Linked DNA regions of Mus musculus: regions 1, 2, 3, 4, 5 and 7 are each linked to region 6. A link is a contact called in public promoter capture Hi-C data. All regions are on one chromosome and are shown on one strand. Each heading gives the region's core, a stretch centred on a gene start, on an enhancer-like site or on the middle of the called end of the contact. The rest is flanking DNA. Distances are from core to core; before and after follow the strand shown. Region 1 overlaps Wwox (WW domain-containing oxidoreductase). Region 2 overlaps Wwox (WW domain-containing oxidoreductase). Region 3 overlaps Wwox (WW domain-containing oxidoreductase). Region 4 overlaps Wwox (WW domain-containing oxidoreductase). Region 5 overlaps Wwox (WW domain-containing oxidoreductase). Region 6 holds the start of Dynlrb2 (dynein light chain roadblock-type 2). Region 7 overlaps Wwox (WW domain-containing oxidoreductase).

Region 1 (2,804 bases), core at 40-2,539, 1.6 Mb before region 6:
TGCTCCTGTTCTTTGGAATAAACAGGCTCCCGATTCAATGATGTTTTGCTTCTGTGGTTTCTTTCTCTTCCTGTTAGAAAATGTGGTGGCTGCTCCCCACCCCCCACCCCCACCTCCCCCACCCCTCACCCGATCACCCCAGCTCCTTTTGCTTACTGGAAGGGAACCTCTTTACTCCTGCTCTGAGACTCCCTTTAACCTTTCTGATTAATGGAAACTGGGGAAACAGTGGTTGACATCCAGAACCCAAGGGTGGTGTGGCTGTAAGGGCAGCATAGGGAGGTGCGGATAGGAGGCTCAGAGGGATCATGGGCAGCCAGCCTAGCCTACTAGACAAGTTAAAAGCCAGCGAGAGACCCTGTCTCAGAAGAAAAAGGAGGCTCATGGCCTGAGAATGAGCACCAAAGATTGACCTCTGACCTCCACATGCATGTGCATAGACGTTCACATGCACCGGCACTTGTGCACACACACACAAACATTCTTACACACAAAGACACACCGAAAAATGATAATTGGTGGATTTTTAAAAACTCCATATTTCTGAAATTCAAAGCATCCTTGCAAAATAAGTGCCCAACGACAGACGGTGACAAGAACAGGCCACTTAGCCTGGAAAGTAAAACGGGGAAGACATGCCCCACCCTCTCCACAGAAAAGGGTGCAGAAGGCCTTCAACCTCCAGGCCACCCTGTGATAACTGCTTCACGCAGTCAGAGCCAAGGCCTGGTCGGGGGCCCATTCTTCCTCTGGCCCTAGTTAGGTACCTACTGGGCTTGAGCTTACTCCCCTGGCCCTGAAGGGTACCGAGGAATGTGGGCTGACAGAAAGTGAATCACATGCCTTGAGTGCCTACCACTGCCACCAGATTCTACCTGATCCTCCTTGTTGCCCTATGGCGATCAGCCCCTTCCCCCTGATGGTGCAGGCAGGCTAGTCACCAGATTCCCTAAATGGAAGACTGGCTGCTTTCTAGAGCTTTTTTTCTTCTGCATGGGCAGAGGATTCCCTGTGGCCCAAGTGGACAGGGTGGAACAGGTGGCATCCAGCAGGCTCACCCAGTGCCTGTGTGGTATGTGGCTTCTCTCCAAGACACCTGCTCTGCTAATACACACACACACACACACACACACACACACACAGGCACGCTCGCTCTCCAGAGCTCTCCCACCACTCTCAAGCTCTCCTGATCCTTTACAGTAAACACCGCCCTCAGCATGTCTCCTCTAGACAGTTTCAAGATGAGGAAGGTGCCGTTTGTAGTCCCTATTAATAGATGGGCCACCTGCAGCTCTGAAGCTGGCTGGCAAGGGTGGAGTGACTTGCTGAAGGCCCCTGGTGGCTGGGGTTTGTCAGTGTCTGAGCCCAAGAGCTTGCTGGAGTCTGGCTTGCTTTTCTTGAATCTCGCTGCCTCCTCCTTATGACTCACTGTCCTTTCCCATCTTCCTTCCTTCCTTCCTTCCTTCCTTCCTTCCTTCCTTCCTTCCTTCCTTCCTTCCTTTCTTCCAGGGTTTTCTCCCAGGCAGGCAGCTTCAGAAAGGGACAGTCCTGCCGGCCTTGGGCTCTGATAAGATCTGTCTGGGCTGCCTTTGTCTGGGCTGTACCTGCCGTTTCCTGAATGGCCCTGTTAATTGCAATTGACTCTCACAGAATGCAGAGATTGGTGCCACTTGACACCAGATGGATGGCCATGACTTTTCCAGGTGCCCCAATGCAGGCTGGAGGGGAGAGGGGGGAGGGAGGAGGGGGGCAGGGCACTGGAGCGAATCCAGTTACAATAAAGTGCATCAGAACTGGAACTGGGCAGCTTTTTTGTTTCCTCTCTCTTCCTACTCACCGCCTCCATAGTGAAAGGACTGTAAAAGAACTCTGGAGTTCCTCTGGAGAGGTGGTGGAGAGTTAATTTCCTGCTGTAGCAGGCTTCTTGTCCTTTATCAGCTTCTAGCAGCCCTGGGCTAAATAGAAAACCCATTTTAGTGGTAGACAGACTGAGGCTGAAGAACCAGCCTGCTGTCCGATGTGCGTATTTGTTGTTTATTGGGTGGTACGGTGGGAGTGGAATAGGGACTGGGAACCGAGAGCCGGTTCAGCTGAGAGCCCCAAGGCCCCTGGAGGCCTTCTGTCGTCACCTGCTCCAACCCACGGAACTTCAGGCAGGGCATCAACGTGGCAGATGGGAGGCCCTGGTTCCAACAGTCCCCATAGATCATTTTGTAGGACCCTCCCATCAAATCTGTGGGGTCGGAATTATCCTGTCATTCTGTACATGAGAAAACCAAAGCTTGTGAAAGGTAATGTGTGTGTGTGTGTGTGTGTGTGTGTGTGTGTGTGTGTGTGTGTGTGAGAGAGAGAGAGAGAGAGAGAGAGAGAGCATACTCACATGATCCTGTTCAAGGTCACATGACGGTTCATTAGCAAACTGAGTAAACTCCTGTTAGTTCTAAGGACAGTTGCCCTGGGTTCCAGAAACACAGTGGTTTTCTCCGATTGAGCTGTGTGGTCAGGGCCAAGGCAGAGCAGGGACCTTATGGCCATTGGAAAAATCAAAAAAGAGGATTTTTTGGGTGTTTTTGTTTTTGAGGGGGGGGGGGATACATTGGGTTTCCTTCTTAAATTCAGTACATTGTTGGGTGACTCCACCACTCAAGACACACTCCAGATACAAGAGTAAGAATGTTAAGCTGTCAAACAGTGACTTCATTTTCGTTTACACCAAGGCCACGAGGTAAAGATGTATTAGGTATTAATTTAAAAAAAGAAAAAAAAAGCTTTGAGTCATGGCATCCATCAGGGGGACCTCCATG
Region 2 (2,700 bases), core at 123-2,622, 1.8 Mb before region 6:
TAAAGTAAAATCCTGCAGTCTCCATGCAGAAAGGACCCAATCTTTACCCAAAGAGTTCTCCATGTCTCCTGGCCTGGTTCACGCTGAGCCAGCCAACATCTGCATTTCTGATAACAGTTTGCTTCCTTATGCTTTTTGAGGGCACTTTTAAAAAGCTCCACAGAGTAATTTGCAAGCATGTCCTTCACCATGCTGTTTCTCAGAAGTGGTGACCTGGGGGACAGGAGACCTCTGCCCGTGTGGCATGGGACAATGGATATTCTGCCACTTCGTACCCCACAATGTCACAATCCCACCTACAAAGAAGAGGTCGAAAAACTTCACTCATGTTCTTGCTCGGCATCAAATAACTTTTTAATAACCAACACTCCCTGAATATTTATCCCTGTATCAAGTGCTTTTAAGTTTTTTTAAGTTGCAAATAATAGTATTGCTGTACACTTGTAAGCAAGGAAATTAAGTTTCAGGGAGGTCTGATGGCCAGCTGGATGTCACACCATTGGTAAATGACAGACTGCCTGCCAGCACCAACACACTTCCCGGGACTGTGTTGTATCTCTCTCTCTCTCTCTCTCTCTCTCTCTCTCTCTCTCTCTCTCTCTCTCTCTCTCTCTCTCTCTCTCTCTCTTTGTGGATGGGGTGGGGAGGACCCATCTTGTTCATCCATATCCTGAATCTATCAAGAGTGCCAGGTACACAGAAGATCCATGATACGGTCTCAGTAAAGAAGGGAAGTCATAACTATACATGTGGTCAAGTTATTTCCAGAGATGGGGGCGGGTGTCTTAAGTCTGCAGGGAATGAAGCTTACGCGTGTTGGGGACCACTTTATAAAAATAGCACCTAGAAGTGCGTCTCCCTGCGTGGGAAGGGCTTCGCATTCAGCTTCATGTTTAGTAGCTCAAAGGTTGAGCTCTATAGTGCAAAACCAACCTGTAGGTGCTTTAAACAATCCCAATGAAAAGATCCGGCTTCTTCCCTTTCTCTCCAGACCTTCAAATGGGAAAGGCATTTTGGAATTCCTTTGAGTTTGCTGTCGAAGCTTAAGGGAACAATAGTCTGTGTTGACTCTTTGAAATGGATTTATCCTGAAGAGCATGACATAGTAGTTTCTGCCTTCCGGGAGAGAAGCCAGCTCCACGGGAAGAGGGGCCTCTGTGTTGAGCAATGCTCACCCCAAAAGTTTTGTCCAGTATCGGGGACTCCCTCAAGGTTTACTTTTTTGTTTAAAGTGGGTAGAATTCCTCCTCTCCCCTTTTGGGTAGTTTTTTTTTTTTAATGGTCTTTAGCAACTGAAGTAAGTGACAGTGGTCAGTGGAGGCGGACAGTAAGATTTATAATGTATTTGTGCTAGCTGATTGCCAACTGAACCGGTCTTTCCCAGCGGTGCTGTACGCAGACTTGGAAAATCAATAGGGATTAACCTCTGACCCACTGCACATACTTATACTGTGGCTGCATCGCTTACCAATATTTCATCTGTTTCACTTAGCCGCTGTTACTTATTCAATAACGTGTGGCCGATCGCACAAGATACTAATTAATTTTTTAAAATGCACCATCGCTTGAAGCTCTGATGAAATAGCCCACCTTTGGAAATTAAGGCCCTTTTTGGTTTATTTATTAAACTCACATTAATTAGCCCTAATTTAAAAAAAAGTTATGGGACAGCATTATGATATAAAGGTTTGCTTTGTTACAAAACTCGCTGTGGTTGGTTGGCACCAGGGGAGATGTCTGGCTGGAGAAGAGCAGGTGTCCCTTGACTGTGCTGGAAGATGGCTCCCGTTCAGTAAAATTTGCTGGTCCTACTTTTTGAGCATACTTTTTTTTTCCTTTCCCATTAAAGGGACAGCTATAGATAAACAGACAGTGACATGAGCCCAAGGCTTCATTACTTTAAAGAATCAACATCACTGTCAATGCATGGTGCCTGTGTGCTCACCGGTCTGCACCTGTGTGTGTTTCTGGTATGAACTGCTTTTAATTTGTCACAGCAACAAAATTTGCAGTGATATAATTTTGTAATCTTTTCCCTTTAATCTTTGGCATATGTTAAAGTATTGTGCATCTGTCTTCAAATTGAAAGTATTGTATGTTTTCTTCATTCTTCCTCTAAGACTCTTTTGTTTGCGTTTTTTTTTTGTTTTTTTTTTTGTTTTTTTTTTTTTTTTTTTTGTTTTTTTGCTAGTGTGCTTACCCCCCCAGAGTTTACTTACAGTTTGTTATTGATCCGGCAGCTGGAGTTTGAATTGGTCGATGCGCTCTGTAACTTGTTTAAGATACCCTACCTGAGCTATTAGCTTAAATAATGTATTCATAAATTGATTAATCATTACAGTAAAACTTATTAGCCGCATTTATATCTGCGTGTTACCCACAATTGACTTGTAGTCTAATCATCGCGGGTGCTTAAGCAGAGGCTGGGTCCACATTACAATTTAATAATAATCAGGCTGGGAAACAATGGTGTTTGCATGGAGACCGAGAGCGGATGCAGGCTGAGCTCCCGGGGGCAGCTTCTCACCTTCCCATCAGTCTCCTGCCGAAAACGAGCTGCAGGGAATAGACCCGAGATCCTCAGGAGCAAGTGACTGTGCTCACAATGGCCATTCTATTCTGAAAGCCGCGTTCTTGAGCGTGAAGTGAAGGAAGACTGTCTTTCACACTCCCTTTCTCCAGCAGCTCCATCATGGCGGC
Region 3 (2,783 bases), core at 241-2,740, 2.0 Mb before region 6:
GTCCTTTCTATCGACGGTGCTGATGGCTGCGTATGTTAAAAGCTGTTGAGTTGTACATTTTAAGTGGGTGAAGTGAGTGTGAACTACATCTACATAAAGCTGCACTAATTTTAGAAAAAGTGCCTCTTGAATTGTCCTCAGTAGAAAATACTCTGGAGACTCTATTTTGATTAATTCAAAATTAATTTATGATGGGTTCTCCAATGGCATGTGCCGACACGTAGCGTGTTTATACAAGTTTATTTGAGACGGGTGCATAGAGTGTGCTATGGTTTTGCTCAGTATGTTTTTTAGTTGGGGGTTAATTTGGGGAGGGGGCAGTTATATTTGATATCTGTGAATCCTGTGTGCTTTATTATGGAAACATCAATCTAAGCAGAAATTATAGCATTACCTTATTCTGATTGCACACACTGCTATATCGAGTTTTACTGTCCCCCACACAAGTTTTCAAAGTAAACCATGCTTGTTCAGTTGCAGTAATAACCAAACTGAACAACCACTTGTGATAGTTACAGCGTTTGGCCCCAACTCTAGGACAGGAGTTACTGTGATAGACAAGTCCCCCACACCTCTGTAAATTCTTCTGCTCTCTTAGCAGTCTGCCGTTGATCTCCTCCCCCCCCCCCCCCCCCCAGATTGGAACTTGGAAATCAAAGTTTCCTGTTCCGTTTTTACCAGCCCGTTGAACTCAGTAGTCTTACATTGTGGATATTTTAACCTTTGATTATCTGTGGACAATTGAAAATATTAATTTAAAATGAGCTTAGTGTTTTCTTCCATAAGACGTGTAGGGATAAGAAGGCCGCTTATGTGTCCCATAGTATTGAAAAGTTTACAGGTCACCTGACAAGTGCTGAGGCAGCGAATGGGCTGGGACAATAACCAGTTCCATGCTAGAGTGTGAGCGAAGGCGTCTCAGCTGCACGGCAGGGTGGGGGTGATCTTGTCCTCCCCTCCCTTGCTCCTTCCTTCCCTCCCTTCCTTCCATACACCCTGGTAGGTTCTTTTGGGCTCAGCCTAACACCAGGATTGAAACTATCTATTGAGAACCTCGACTTTATTACCTGAAGCTAGAAACCTTTATTGAAAACACTTTTAATTTACTTAATTTTGGCCATCTCATGCCGTGTATGTTTAGACTCCTTAATTTCTTTTTCTCATCTAAATGTACAGCGAGTGTATCTTTGAGCAGGTAAGCCCCGGAACTGGCTTTATTATACATTATACCAGCAAGTTAAGTTTGATTCATTTGAATTTTTAAAATCTCCAGAGCTTTGAGAACGACTTTGGAACATTCTTTACTGTTGGAGCTTAAAGAAAATAAATCTCAAATGTGCTCCTTATTAATTCACCTGCTTGGCAAGCAGAGATGAAAGGGTTTGGCGGGGTTTTCCTATTTTCTCTGATTTCTGTTTGTACTGGAGCAAACTGCCCTTTGCACAGAGTGGCCGAACTTTCATAAAACACAAAGATTTCATTATTGAGATACGAAGAACAAGGGGCAATGTTGTGTTATAAACAGGCCTAGAACCTCCCGTGTAGCTGGTTTGTGTGAGATGTGAGGGACTTGGTAAAGTACTTAATTCGGTGAGCTGTGAATTAAGAGCAGGACCAGGAAACAAAACTTTGTCTCCCTTCAGAAGGTATTTTGAGTGCATGAAGTAAAGAAAAGGGATCAGGTAAAGACGTGAGTTCCTCCACAGAGAGGCAGGAACGGCTTCTCAGTTCCTTTCCAATCTGGGGATCTGGGAACCCACGGCTGCTGATCAGCTTCTCTGGAAATGAGAAGACACAAGGCACAGTGCACACCTTGCAGCCAACTGACGGCTCACCCCAGCTGGTGTTCCTGTGCGACCCCACAGTGGGAAAGTTTGTCATTTGTTTTTGACACATTTCTCTTTGATTTCATACTCTCATTCCTACAGGTCTGGCCTTCCTTCAGGGCCTTCTTGGCGCAGCAGACTCCGTGTATTCAGTTTAGGTAATTTATCACTGCACACCGTGTCTCCTTAATACCTAATCTCTCTCCTTAACACTTTCCCTGTCTTCCAAGCCAGCAGCATAAAGAAGGATTCCAGGGGAGTGGGCCTTAGAGCTTCTGCCAAGAAAAGAAAGGTCAAGGTCCACGAGGTCCCCAAACATCCCACAGATTCACTCCACTGCCCTCCCTTTGCAGGCACGAGTGCAGAACATTGACAATTCACCAAAAGTCACTGCGTGGCTTGGAACAATGGCCCTGTTTTCTCTGCTTGAGGGCTAAGATGGCCACAGGGAAAGAAGCCAGCCAGATCCAAGAGGGCCAAGGGGGCAACACTGTCTCTTCTCTTAGAAAGCTTAAGGGAAGCCAAGAGTTTTGCAGCTCATTACCAACATGAATTTTATTCAGGGCCAGGGGCCCACCTGTGCCTTATTAGAAGTGAGTTTAGCTGTGACAGCATGGGCTGAGAGTGAGGAGGAAGGGAGGGGGCAAGGAAGGGAGGTGGGGGAAAAGCCCCACTAGGTACAACAGAGCTTAGGATAACATGTCTAGAATCTTTCATGTCATATAAAGCATGTGCCGATCACTAGCTGTGAGGAAGGTGGGGAGGAAAGACATGGCGAGTAACAGTCAACTTCTTCGTAAAGAAAGGGTGAAACGACATTTCTCTTCTGCAGACACGTCACTGGCAGTACCTGTTAACTTTAGGCATAGGCCAAGTGTCAACCCTGGAGAGAGACGACCAGTGAACAGCTCCTCCTGCCATTTAATCAGTCCGCTGCATCGTATTTATAGCCCTGGA
Region 4 (2,700 bases), core at 121-2,620, 1.9 Mb before region 6:
TGTCTTGGAGTGCTGTGTGGGGCCGAGGCTTGGATCCATGGCCTATCTGTCTTTCTTTCTGACAGCACTGACATGTCAGCCTAAGGCTTGCTGGACAAGGGCTTTACCACTGAACTACACTATCAGTCATCTTTTTACTTTTTGAGACAGGGTCTACAGCAGCTGTCGCACCTCCCTGTTAACTCATCCTGGGTCAGGTCGCTGCTTGTTACATTCTCAAGTTGGAAACAATGTATATAAAATTCCACCTGCTGCTACTGCATTTCCTAGGACCTCCAGCCTGCATGTGAACCCAGGTTCTCCTGTGTCCCGGTCTGAGGTCCTGCAGACTCTTGGGTACCTACCACCTCCGGCATTCTAAATTGCCTATTAATAAAATGCTTTTCATATAATTAAAAATGTTTTATTTTAGTGGCGTGGCTCTCGATATTGAAAATGTTTCTCACACCAGCCAATAACCCATCGATTTCTCACTCGCTAATGATATTTGAAGGAAGTTTTAAAAATTATATTAGCCACTTGTAGGCGGAAAAAAAGAAACCCTATTCATATTGCAGTATTAATAGCTGCTATGGGAGAATCATTCTGTTAATTTAATGTGCCTGTAAATCCTGCCCCAGATTGTTAGCTCTTCATTTTCTGGGATTAGAAGAGGATTAAGTTACAGGCCAGGTAGGTAACCTGGATATAGCTTCACTGACGCTTTGATGGGGACCTTTCTTTTTTTCCACTTTGGTATTGCTGAATCTCAGATGGTGTGGAGAGAAAAATCATCACTGGGAAGTTCTTGCTTTAAAAAAAAAATAACAAAAAAATTATCTCTGTGTGTGAGAATAAAAGTGTGTGTCACGACACACTTTGGGGTGGTGAGGTGAAAGGGGAGCCTCAAGTGCCAGCCTTCACCTTCCACGTCCTTTGAGACAGGAATTCTTGTTCTTCACTGCTGCGTATACCAGGCTGGCTGGCCAGTGAGCTTCAGTGGCTTCTCCTTTGGCTTCCTCCCATTTCCCCCTAAAATGCTGGGATTCCAGAGGTACACTCCCACATCGAGTCTGATGAAGGTCCTGAGGATCCGAACTCGGGTCCTCACACCTGCATGGCAAACACCCTGACCCATCCGTTAACCACCCCCGCCACTCCCCCAGGTCCATGCACTTGCTTTCTGGAAAAGTAGGTTTATGAAGCTGAGCTCACAGCACATTTTCCCTGGCTGTGCCTTAGAGGATAAGACAAACCCTCCTCGGAGGCTTGGTGGCCCACGGGGTTCCCAGGAGCTGTCTGTGACGGGCGTGATACACCCAGCTTGTCCTCGAGCTGAGGTTGTCAGTCGGACCAGAGAAGAAAATTTCCACCTGTGTGTTCACTGGGCGGTTAAACAGTAACCCTGCTCTCCTGGCTCTCTAAGCACAGGCGAGCTCCCAGCCAAGGCCTGTATAGCTTTCCTCACTCCAACTCTGCCTATTATCTTGACCTTAAAGTTTACGGGGTAAAAGAAACATTTATGGAACAGTTAAGGCCAGTTAGAACATAACGACTCACCTCATTATCACACCCCACAAATCTCCCCTTTACGGGGTTCCCTCCCCTGTCAGCTCCAACCACGAGCTTGGCCTGGGCACAGTTGCTGGGGCTCACACGTGGAAACACCAGGAACGTCTCATTCCTGACTTCAAATGTGCCAAAAACAAGAATCCTTAAGAACTCATAAAGTCATTTAGCACCACATTAATAATAGACGCATGATATTGAATTATGTTGGTAAGTATGTGTTTGAGCCGGTAACAATTATTTTTGGCTGGCAGTTCAGATATTTAATCCACTTAATAAATAAACAGCGCCCGCAAATCAACAAGTGAGAGTGGAAGGGGGGAGGGGCAATGATAAAAATGTCAAAGGTCATATAAACAAAAAACAGTATTTAGAAACATTAAAGTTTGTAATTAGAGAAGAGATGACCAAGAACAAAAACTTTATTGTACTTTTGAAGACATGGATTTTTCTTATGACAAAGTAAAACACACAGTGGGTAGAGAAAAACTGTAGAATTTAAGTGGACAGGGCCTTGAGACATAGCTCAACTTGGTCTTAAGTTCATACTCCTGCCTCAGCCTCCTGAGTGCTAGGATTACAAGCATGGGATACCACACCCTGCTTCTGTGAAATGTTTTAAAAATGTTTCCTTTTTAGGATGATTATATATAGAGACATACCCGAGGGGAATAAAACAACTTAAGGCAACTCAACTCAATTTAACAGTTGAGTTCCATTATAGCAACCTCACAGGTAAAATACCATGCATTTCACAAAAGCCCTAAGAAAGCCATTGCAAGACAAGGGAGATGTTATGTTAATTTTGTATATTGTTATAATGTGTGCGTGTGGATGAGTGGACATATATAACTTGAAGTTACCTGTTTGATATACATACATATATAATGCAAAGTTAGCATTTGGTGAATCTGACAGCTGGTTCCAAAGGTCTTAGCCAGTTTTTAAGGCTTTGGGGGTACAGATGAGAATGAAACAAGCCTGTACTCCAGTGAGCTAGTTTTATGTCACCTTGACACAAGCTAAAGTCATCAAAGAGGAAGGAACCCCAGTTGAGAAAATACCTCCGTAAGATTGGGCTGTATGGCAAACATTTTCTTAATTAGTGATTGATGTGGGCGGGCCCAGCCCATTATGGGTGGGGCCACCCCG
Region 5 (2,700 bases), core at 177-2,676, 1.7 Mb before region 6:
GTGTTGAACACAATCCCGTCTCCTCCGTGAAGGGCTATTATTGTCCCCGTTTTTTTTTTTTTTTTTTTTTTTTTTTTCCGACTCCCCCAAGTACAATAGGCCAGGCACATTTCACACAAGGCAGCTTCCCGCCCCAATCTCCAGAACTTCAAAGTTAAAAGATCTTTAAAAATAAATAAATAAATAACCAACACAGGTCTTATTTTTGAAAGCTCTGGATTGTAAATGAAGTCTAATTATCTACCTTCCCCGTGGCTGGAGGGAGGAGGCAGACAGAATATTCTGCCCTTCTCTTTGTATTATTTCCTTCTAAATGAACACACTTGCCAAGTGTTCAAGGCGACTTCTGCCACTACTGCACCTTATCTAAGTAGCCTGCTTTCTAGAAGGAAGGCAGGCAGCATCCTGCCAGGCAGACCCTTGTCCAGTGACTTTCCTATCAGCCCTGTTCTGGATAAGAGCAGCATAAATAAGCTCACACACACACACACACACACACATACACACACACACACACACACACACACACACACACACACACACACACACACTCCTTTCCCTGGAAAATCATCTTCTCTTTTTAAGGATCTGGGATGGGGGGTTTAGCTCAGAAGCCAGTGAATGTGAGCATTAATATCCAAGCCCAGAGAATCACTGCCTGACAGTGTTGCCTGACAGTGGCTTGCCTAAAAAGAGCAGGCTTCTTTCTCATTCCTGCCTAGGGAAGTTGGCGGGTCCTGCGGTCAGCAACACCCTCCTTCCCAGTCCTGGACGTGCCTTCCAGATCTTGCTAGCACACACACACAGCATGTAGACTGAAGGCTGGAAGGCGCCCCAAACATTTGGCCAGGAAGAGGCAAACAATTCCAGCTGGCCCACGTGCTGCGCTTTAAAAATTACCCAGATGAACTGATTTTGTAAAGAGCGGGTGGAGGGGACTCCAGGGCTGGGGGGGGGGTGTGGAGGGGACTCCAGGGCTCTGGGGGGTGTGGGGGGGTGTGGGGGATCAGGGTGCCGATTCAGCCTCTACTTAGTCACAAGCAAGTCATGATTCTGAGACAGGCAAGGGTTGGCTCTGCAGAGCACATTGCCTTGGCTGAATGCAAGAGACAAGAGATGATCTGGTAGGAAGGTTTACCACCTTGGCCTGGCCCCTTCCAGACCCCTCACACCACAGGGTCTGCTTGAGGATGACGTTGGTTTGCCAAAGAGGTATGTCTTCGCCAACAGCTGCCTCCCAGAGCCAGAAACAAGAGGTTTCGAGTTTGGGTGGGGGGGGGGGGGGCAGGGCTTCTGTGGACGTGAAAAGGCTGCCTCAGAACTGTAAGGCATCTCTCCAAATGTGCTTGGACTCCCTGCTCTCTCGTTCCCCCACGGACGACTGACAGGCCGCATTCTCTTGGCCCCATGCCCAAGTGAGTTCTTGGCACACATCAACATTGTACATCGCTTTTGCTTCAGAGAAAAGTCGGCTCGGTGACTTAGCCGCTCTGTCGAGCCGGAAGTCTCGCTCCTGTGCTCCTAAAATTTCATATTAACCTGAGAAAGAGAAGAAGAAAAAAATGAAAGGGAATCTTTCACTCTTTTTTTATTTTACTCTGTCCAGTCCTCAGAGGTGGGCGCTCAGAATCTCCCCAGTCCTACCCACCTACTGGAATACCCTGTGACCGGCAAGGGACCGTGTGTCTCACTGCCACACCTGTCCAGTTCCAGCAATGTCACGTTCACCAGCTGGCTCCTGTTAGAAGGTTGAAGCTGATTAATTATAACTTACCAGAGGCCTGTTCTACAGTAAGACTCGGGCCCTGTCTGTTCTGTACCACTGTGGAACACACAGGAGAAGCAAGATTCTTCTAACGAAGACAAGGTGATCTCAGATGAAGAGGTCAGCCCAGATAGCATTGCTTGCTACCTGTCCACCCAACCATGAGCAAATGTGTAGGCTGGACCAGCCCGTGTTCTGATAGAAGAGAACACTAGCGATTTCTCTGTGTGCTGCTCTGTTTAAAGGAACAAGTAACGGTAATAATATCTGAATATAAATTAATTTTGAAAGGATTGGGGAGGTGGCTCAGCAGGTAAATTGTTTGCTGAATAAGCATGAGAACCTGAGGTCAGATCTCCAGAACCCACTTAAGAAGGCTGAGCACTTGGCTCCAGCTGAGGAAACCTAGGTAGAGATAGAGACAGATCCTAGGGTCCCTGGCAGCCAACTGAGCTGAAATGGCGCATACTGAATCAAAGGGGTAGGGGAAGGCATGTATAGAGAGTAGTAGAGGAAGACATCTAATGTTGACTCTGTGGGGAATTGGTGTGAACATCACGTGCACACGCATACATATACACACTACAAATGCACACAAATATAAAACCGTACTGAAGAAAAAGCAAAGACGGGAGAGGTGGCTCAGCATCAAGAGTGCTCATTGCTCTTCTTTTAAATGACCCACGTTTGCTTTCCAGCTCCCGTAGTAGGCAGCACATAACCACCTGTAACTCTAGCTCCAAGAACTCTGACATGCTCCTCTGGCCTCTGCAGGCAGCTACATACCCATCGCGCGCATGCACGCACACACGCACACTCTCGAGTGCACACACACACTCACACACAAATTTTGGCCAAGCCACTATAGATCTAATTTTAAATGCAAAGTCTGAGTTATGCCCAGGAACCACGGATATTTATTTAGAGCAACTGAC
Region 6 (2,700 bases), core at 134-2,633:
TCAAGGTCACAGCATTACTGCGATTCTATCAGAATGGAGACAGTCAACAAACAAGAGAGACCCCCTCTTGTTGGGAAGGAAGTTCTGGTTTTTGACAGTTAAGGGCAAGGAAGAGTAAAATATGCCTACGGTTTGGTTTTTCCAAGTGCTTGCAAGTTTTAGTAACTAACACTTTCAGTGGAGTTGAAGGTTATTTAGCACTTAGCATGAATTTAAAGGAAGGGGGAGAGTTGGGAGGTGGTGGAAGGGGTGGAAAGAATTCCCAGTACCTAGGACGGGGCCCGAGAACATGTTGGATTCCTTCAAGGCGCTTTATAAAGCACCACCTTGGATATCCATCATAGTCCCACCCCAAAGAGAAGGCATCAAAATTAAACCAAGCTACCTCCGAGAAATCATTGGAGGGAAAGGTCGATGAGGAGAAAGTGGCTCCCGTTCTCCCCCATTGATTCCCTATGCGCAGAATCAGACTTTACTGCTGGTTGGAAGTCACTTTGGCCACTTCTCTCTGAGCTGTTGTTCTCCTGCCAGAGCTGCTCCTGCTGGAATCCTGCTTGCCTCCCATCACAGCTGTGGATAAAGGCTTCCTCCTCTTCCTTCTTTCTTCCTTCCTCCCTCTTTCTCTTCTGCTTTTTCTTACTTTCCCTCCTCTATCGCTCCCTCCCTTTCTCTCCCTCTCCCTCTCCCCCTCCCCCCTCTCTCATTCTCTCCCCCTGCTGAGTGTGGATCTAACTAGATTCTTCAAGCTCCTGCCTTGCCTTCCCACAATGATTGCGACCTGGAATTGTAAGCTAGACGGAACCCTTTCTCCTCGAAGTTGCTCTTTGTTTGTTTGTTTGTTTGTTTATCACAGCAGCAGAACAAACCCTTTCTAGATCGGCTCAGCTCTAGTACCAAATTCTCAGAGATAAAGTGAAATCGGTTGGTTTTAGGACATGAGCACCTTCCCTGCGTGCTACCATATCCACAGTGTGTTATTGTTTCCCACATGGATAGTTCTATATCTCAGGATGGTATTATTGGCACCCATGTGTGTATCATATATCTCACGTGGGGGCGGTCAAGTGGCTACCTACACTTGCCTGACTCAGGGACAAGTGCCGGCCACATCTCCAGAAAGCATGAAAAAGAAGAAAAGTTAAACCCAGGAGAGACTGTATCCTGCCACGACCCCATCGCCTTGAGGTTCCTGGGAAGGAACGTCCGTGCCTGCCTTCTTTTGCTAGGCTGCAAAGCAACCTGCCACATGCAGGGCGGAAAAGCCGGCTTCAGAAACAGCCTAACCGTTGCGCAGGCGCAGCCCATAGCTTTCAGAAAGCCACTTCCTGCCTGGTTGCCTAGCAACGGGGGAAGCGTTGTTGACATCCACAGAAACTGCAACTCAGACTTGAGCCAGGAGCTGTCCCACAGGCGCGATGGTAAATCTGAGTTCTTGTCTAGAAGGGTAGAGGGGGAGACTCATGTGCACAGCTGTCCTGGGAGGGTCTCACCATTTACTGGATGACAGCTGGAAAGGGCGCTATTGAAAAAACGGGAGGTGTTGAGATGAATCTGGGAGCCAGAAAAGTTTGCAAAGAGCTATGACAGAGGTGGAGAAAGAAAGAAAGATCCCAAGCTGAGAAAGAAGGAGACCAGGAGAACAAAAAAATGGGAAGGGGGCTGGGAGATGAGTAAGAGACAAAGAGGGAAGAAATAAAAACTAGGAGGGGGGGCGAGGAATGGAGAGAGAACGCGGGGAGGAAGGTGGGATGCTACCCCAACCTCGCCTGCACAGAAAAGGAAGGAGAGAGAAGAGAGAAAAAAAAAGGAAAGGGAAAAAGAAAGGCAAAGGGGAAGAGAAGAGAAGGAAGGGGATGGGAGAGAAAGAAACGAAGGAAAAGGGTTGGAGAAAAGGGAAAGGGAGAGGAGGAGGAGGGAAGGAGAGTGAAGGGGAGAGGAGGAGAGGCACAGGAGTGGCCTGGGGACACAGGAGGTTGCAATAGGGGTCTGGGAGTCAGAAGAGAACCACCTTGGAGGAGAGGAAAGGTGAGGAGCAGAGAGCTGAGAGGAGCAGTGGAGGAAGGGAGGAGAGGTCCGTGACTTTGAGGAGCCCCTAAGGCGATCAGAACTGGGCTGGTTTGTGAGTATTCTGTGCCAGACATAAGGAGACCAAGAAATGCCAAGTGTCAGAGAGATACCCCAAGAAAAAAATGTCTACATTTACTGGGGTTTGCGTTTTCTTGGTTGGTCGGTTGGGTTGGTTTGTTTGTTGTTTGGTTTTGGTGTTTGGTTTGGTTTGGTTTTGGTTTTGTCCCAGGCTGTGTATGAGACAAAACAAGTCCCTGGCACTATCAGATTCTTGCTATTACTGTCACTGGCGATGTCTCCTTTTCCTTTCCAGAGGACACCTCAGGCTCAGAGCTTTCGTGTTACTGAAATGTAAACATATGCTCTCTTCCTTTGTTTTCACAGTCCTCTTTATTTGTGACAGCCCGTTTGTGACCTGGGGTGGCCTCTGCAGATGCATTTCTCCAAGCTTTGGGCCATGGTGTAGTTTAAAGAACATGCTAAATTAAATGTTACCAGTGTCCACCATGAGGAAAGCCACTAATCCAGCCTGACATTTCCTCAAAAGACACCTGCCCTGGTGGTGGGAAAAACGAGAAAAGTGCTTGCTCACCTCCACAATGGGTGCAGAAGGAAGCCTGTCTCTGACTGAAG
Region 7 (2,700 bases), core at 113-2,612, 1.5 Mb before region 6:
TTCTACACATCTGCATTAGAAAAGGGGTCACATTGTCAGCTTGGTGTTCCAGAAATGGTTCGTTGAGTTAAAAACAATGCCTGTTGCACAAGCTTATGGGCCTGAGTTCAAATCCCCGGAACCTATATGAAAGCCAGATGCATAGGCGGAACATTCAATCCCAGCTCCTGTAGGGGCTTGGGAGGCAGAGAGAAGAGTCCTTGGAAAGTCACAGGACAGCGAGCCTGAAGCATACAGCAAAAGTCAACGGAGAGGTGGGCTTTACCAAGGTAGAAGATGAGGACAAAAACCAGAGGACCTACACACACACACACACACACACACACACACACACACACCAGCACCAGTGCTCTTTGCTAACAGGTACCAACAAGATAAATATGCTCCACTTTATTCTGGCAAAGCCCCCAGTTCTCACTGGTGTGCAGTCTACACAGTAGCTGCCTCTCTCCCCAGGTCCTCCTGGTTGCCCTGCCTGGAAGACTGACTGCTCACGCTCTTTCTGGAAAGCGAGAGGAGCTAACCACCAGGGCTTCAGAGCAAAGCAGAGTCAGCTTCCCCAGTCTCCAAGCTCATTCCCTCCAGGTGGCATTGACTGCCTCCCTTTCTAGAAACTTCTCACCCCTCAGCCATACCTGCTCTTTGAAGCCTGGGATACCCGCTGGAAACCACCCACAGTCCTAAAACCCTACAATCAAGCTCTGCAAGGAGTGTCCTTACCTAGTACCCCCCAGATCCTAATGTGCCCCACTGCTTCCTTCCTGGACCCTTGACTGACAGCTACAGTTCGAAATCTCAGATGTTGAACTACATCCTCCTTAACCCAGGACACGCACTTTCATCCAAGACACACACGTGTGTAGGAACAGGGGGCGTTTCTGGAAGAAGCTTTCAGCAGACTGATAGCCCTTTCTTCTTCCCCCGAGTTTCCAGCCTCCCTTCCCTCCCTGCCCTTCTAAAGGCATTTGGAAAGAGGTGAAAGAGCTTTAGATGCTCCGCGTCTGTGTCTGAGCCAAAGGGCAGCTGCCGGCAGCCCCTCCACCAGGCTCCCAGTGACCCTTGTCTGGCTCCCTGCAAGTCCATGCTCACACATCTGGCTGCCTGCCCAAATGTGACCTTGAAAATGGCTTGTAAGATCTCTTCAGGGCCTAGAGGCCCTCTCTTGAACCCCCTCACTGGCCTTGCCCTCTCCCAGATGTTCCCGAGTCCCCCGTGTGACCTTAGGCATCCTCCCTGGGATACCAGTCAATCATCAAAGGGTCATGAAGCAAAGGAATCCTAGAAAACAAGCAGAATAGAAATATCCTTGCATCTGCTCTGCTTCGTCTTTGTGGCTCGGCATAAAGACTCCCCCGGATGAAGGCCTAGTCCAGTGTTAGTTAGTTGTCATCAAATCCTGAATTGACCTCTTCTGTTGACCCCCTCCGATACAGAGTTAGTTCATGGGAAAATTTGGAACAGGGGTCAGAGGGAAGAAGGAAGGGGTCCACCCCTTTCTTTTGTAGCATTGACACCCACCCCCTCACTGCACCTCCCCTCCCCCCACCACATACCCAGACATAAAACTACACAAGAGCGATCCCTCTATTCTTCCTGTCTTAACCGAGCCTCCAGATGTAGCCTCATTGGTAGTCTTGGTGTGTTCCTCAGTGTTTGTGCTTTTAATAGATATTGCAAGTGTGTTTAATGTGAAAATAGAAACGGAGGGCTTTTAAAAGAGCTTACTCAAAATCCTGCCAATTACTGAAGTAGACCAGACAAGAAGGAGCCTCTTTTTTTTTTTTTTTTTAATACAAGGAGGACGGGGGCGTTTCCACCGAAAGCCTGGCCCTTTGTCTTTAAAAATATCCATGTCTTAGGCACTGAGTTATAATAACGAACGCAGATGTAGCTGAGTCACATTAAGAAAGCATGACCGAATGCCAGTGTGTCAGGCTCCAATGTGTCACATGTCATATGCAGCTTTCCTACAGAGGAGCCAGGATAGCTCTTACTTGGTGGCTCAGAGTCTTTGGATTGGAGGAGAAGATAACCTTTCTTTCTTTCTTTCTTTCTTTCTTTCTTTCTTTCTTTCTTTCTTTCTTTCTTTCTTTCTTTCTTTCTTTCTTTCTTTCTTTCTTTGCATGTGTTTGTGCGTCTCCTACGAGCGTGTGCATGCTCAGATATGAATGGGCACACTTCATGCCCAGGAACAAATGTGTGCACTTGTGTGTGGAGGCCCGAAGAGCTGACCTCGCTATCTCTCCACTTTCTTTTGAGGCAGGGTGTCTTGCTGGCAGTGGAGCGAGCGTTAGAGAGCTTGCTTGTCCTGGAAATCCCAACTGTCTCTGAAACACTGGGATTACAGGCAGCCACGGCCACCTTACCTACCCAGCTGGCACCAAGGTTGTTGAGTTCTGAGCCCCAGCCCTCTCACTTCCCTGCCTCAACTGCCTTATGCATTTGGCCATCCCCCAAGCCCCATCTTTAACCCCCTGTGCCAGTTGCTAAACTGTGCCATCCTCTTGCCTTTAAAATGCTTTCAGTCACCTGCTGACCTGTATTCAATGGTGAGAAATCACCAAGATGAGCCTGCACGAGCGGGAGTAAATTATCACTAGACAGAAACAAACAAGTCACTACCCGAGGCCTAAGACATTGTACAAAGCAGCCCCAAGATGTCTTGGGGGGCAGGGGGTAAGTGGTCTGTCCAGCTGCCTC

Evidence for each region. Promoter capture Hi-C pulls out the DNA fragments that hold promoters and counts their contacts.
Region 1: a contact with region 6 is called in a promoter capture Hi-C map of pre-B cells, with 6 times the contacts expected there. The contact joins the enhancer-like site here to the promoter of Dynlrb2 in region 6. A contact is called at or near these places in 10 of 39 promoter capture datasets (the 3T3-L1 cell line, embryonic stem cells, frontonasal cranial neural crest and 6 more) and 1 of 9 other capture datasets (embryonic stem cells).
Region 2: a contact with region 6 is called in a promoter capture Hi-C map of liver, with 5 times the contacts expected there. The contact joins the enhancer-like site here to the promoter of Dynlrb2 in region 6. A contact is called at or near these places in 14 of 39 promoter capture datasets (the 3T3-L1 cell line, 3T3-L1-derived adipocytes, the C10 cell line and 8 more) and 3 of 9 other capture datasets (embryonic tail, embryonic trunk and liver).
Region 3: a promoter capture Hi-C map of liver shows a contact between it and region 6, with 7 times the contacts expected there. The contact joins the enhancer-like site here to the promoter of Dynlrb2 in region 6. A contact is called at or near these places in 17 of 39 promoter capture datasets (the 3T3-L1 cell line, 3T3-L1-derived adipocytes, the C10 cell line and 11 more).
Region 4: a contact with region 6 is called in a promoter capture Hi-C map of liver, with 5 times the contacts expected there. The contact joins the enhancer-like site here to the promoter of Dynlrb2 in region 6. A contact is called at or near these places in 7 of 39 promoter capture datasets (cranial neural crest, embryonic stem cells, hippocampal neurons and 3 more) and 1 of 9 other capture datasets (liver).
Region 5: a promoter capture Hi-C map of liver shows a contact between it and region 6, with 6 times the contacts expected there. The contact joins the enhancer-like site here to the promoter of Dynlrb2 in region 6. A contact is called at or near these places in 7 of 39 promoter capture datasets (the 3T3-L1 cell line, embryonic stem cells, hippocampal neurons and 3 more) and 1 of 9 other capture datasets (liver).
Region 7: a contact with region 6 is called in a promoter capture Hi-C map of hippocampal neurons, with 5 times the contacts expected there. The contact joins the enhancer-like site here to the promoter of Dynlrb2 in region 6. A contact is called at or near these places in 5 of 39 promoter capture datasets (the HPC-7 cell line, cranial neural crest, frontonasal cranial neural crest and 2 more) and 1 of 115 datasets of contacts at active chromatin or transcription factors (embryonic stem cells).

What each region holds. Positions count from the first base shown.
Region 1 is chr8:114,881,017-114,883,820 of GRCm38.p6, forward strand. The region is part of intron 8 of Wwox (WW domain-containing oxidoreductase); the gene reads left to right. Among named protein-coding and RNA genes, the nearest start is that of Gm39257, 79 kb to the right of the region's middle. Within about 2 kb of position 1,290, at least 79 of the 459 cell types and tissues checked have an H3K27ac peak or open chromatin away from gene starts, as enhancers often do. A contact at or near this core is called in pre-B cells, where this site is marked.
Region 2 is chr8:114,750,554-114,753,253 of GRCm38.p6, forward strand. The region is part of intron 8 of Wwox (WW domain-containing oxidoreductase); the gene reads left to right. Among named protein-coding and RNA genes, the nearest start is that of Gm16118, 44 kb to the left of the region's middle. Within about 2 kb of position 1,373, at least 8 of the 459 cell types and tissues checked have an H3K27ac peak or open chromatin away from gene starts, as enhancers often do. A contact at or near this core is called in liver, where this site is marked.
Region 3 is chr8:114,534,276-114,537,058 of GRCm38.p6, forward strand. The region is part of intron 5 of Wwox (WW domain-containing oxidoreductase); the gene reads left to right. Among named protein-coding and RNA genes, the nearest start is that of Gm16116, 61 kb to the right of the region's middle. Within about 2 kb of position 1,491, at least 6 of the 459 cell types and tissues checked have an H3K27ac peak or open chromatin away from gene starts, as enhancers often do. A contact at or near this core is called in liver, where this site is marked.
Region 4 is chr8:114,567,356-114,570,055 of GRCm38.p6, forward strand. The region is part of intron 5 of Wwox (WW domain-containing oxidoreductase); the gene reads left to right. Among named protein-coding and RNA genes, the nearest start is that of Gm16116, 28 kb to the right of the region's middle. Within about 2 kb of position 1,371, at least 11 of the 459 cell types and tissues checked have an H3K27ac peak or open chromatin away from gene starts, as enhancers often do. A contact at or near this core is called in liver, where this site is marked.
Region 5 is chr8:114,772,880-114,775,579 of GRCm38.p6, forward strand. The region is part of intron 8 of Wwox (WW domain-containing oxidoreductase); the gene reads left to right. Among named protein-coding and RNA genes, the nearest start is that of Gm16118, 66 kb to the left of the region's middle. Within about 2 kb of position 1,427, at least 58 of the 459 cell types and tissues checked have an H3K27ac peak or open chromatin away from gene starts, as enhancers often do. A contact at or near this core is called in liver, where this site is marked.
Region 6 is chr8:116,503,632-116,506,331 of GRCm38.p6, forward strand. Dynlrb2 (dynein light chain roadblock-type 2) reads left to right here and starts at 1,384. Exons shown (of 4, transcript NM_029297.1): 1 at 1,384-1,418. The coding sequence starts at 1,416.
Region 7 is chr8:115,005,604-115,008,303 of GRCm38.p6, forward strand. All of the region lies in intron 8 of Wwox (WW domain-containing oxidoreductase), which reads left to right. Among named protein-coding and RNA genes, the nearest start is that of Gm39257, 46 kb to the left of the region's middle. Within about 2 kb of position 1,363, at least 12 of the 459 cell types and tissues checked have an H3K27ac peak or open chromatin away from gene starts, as enhancers often do.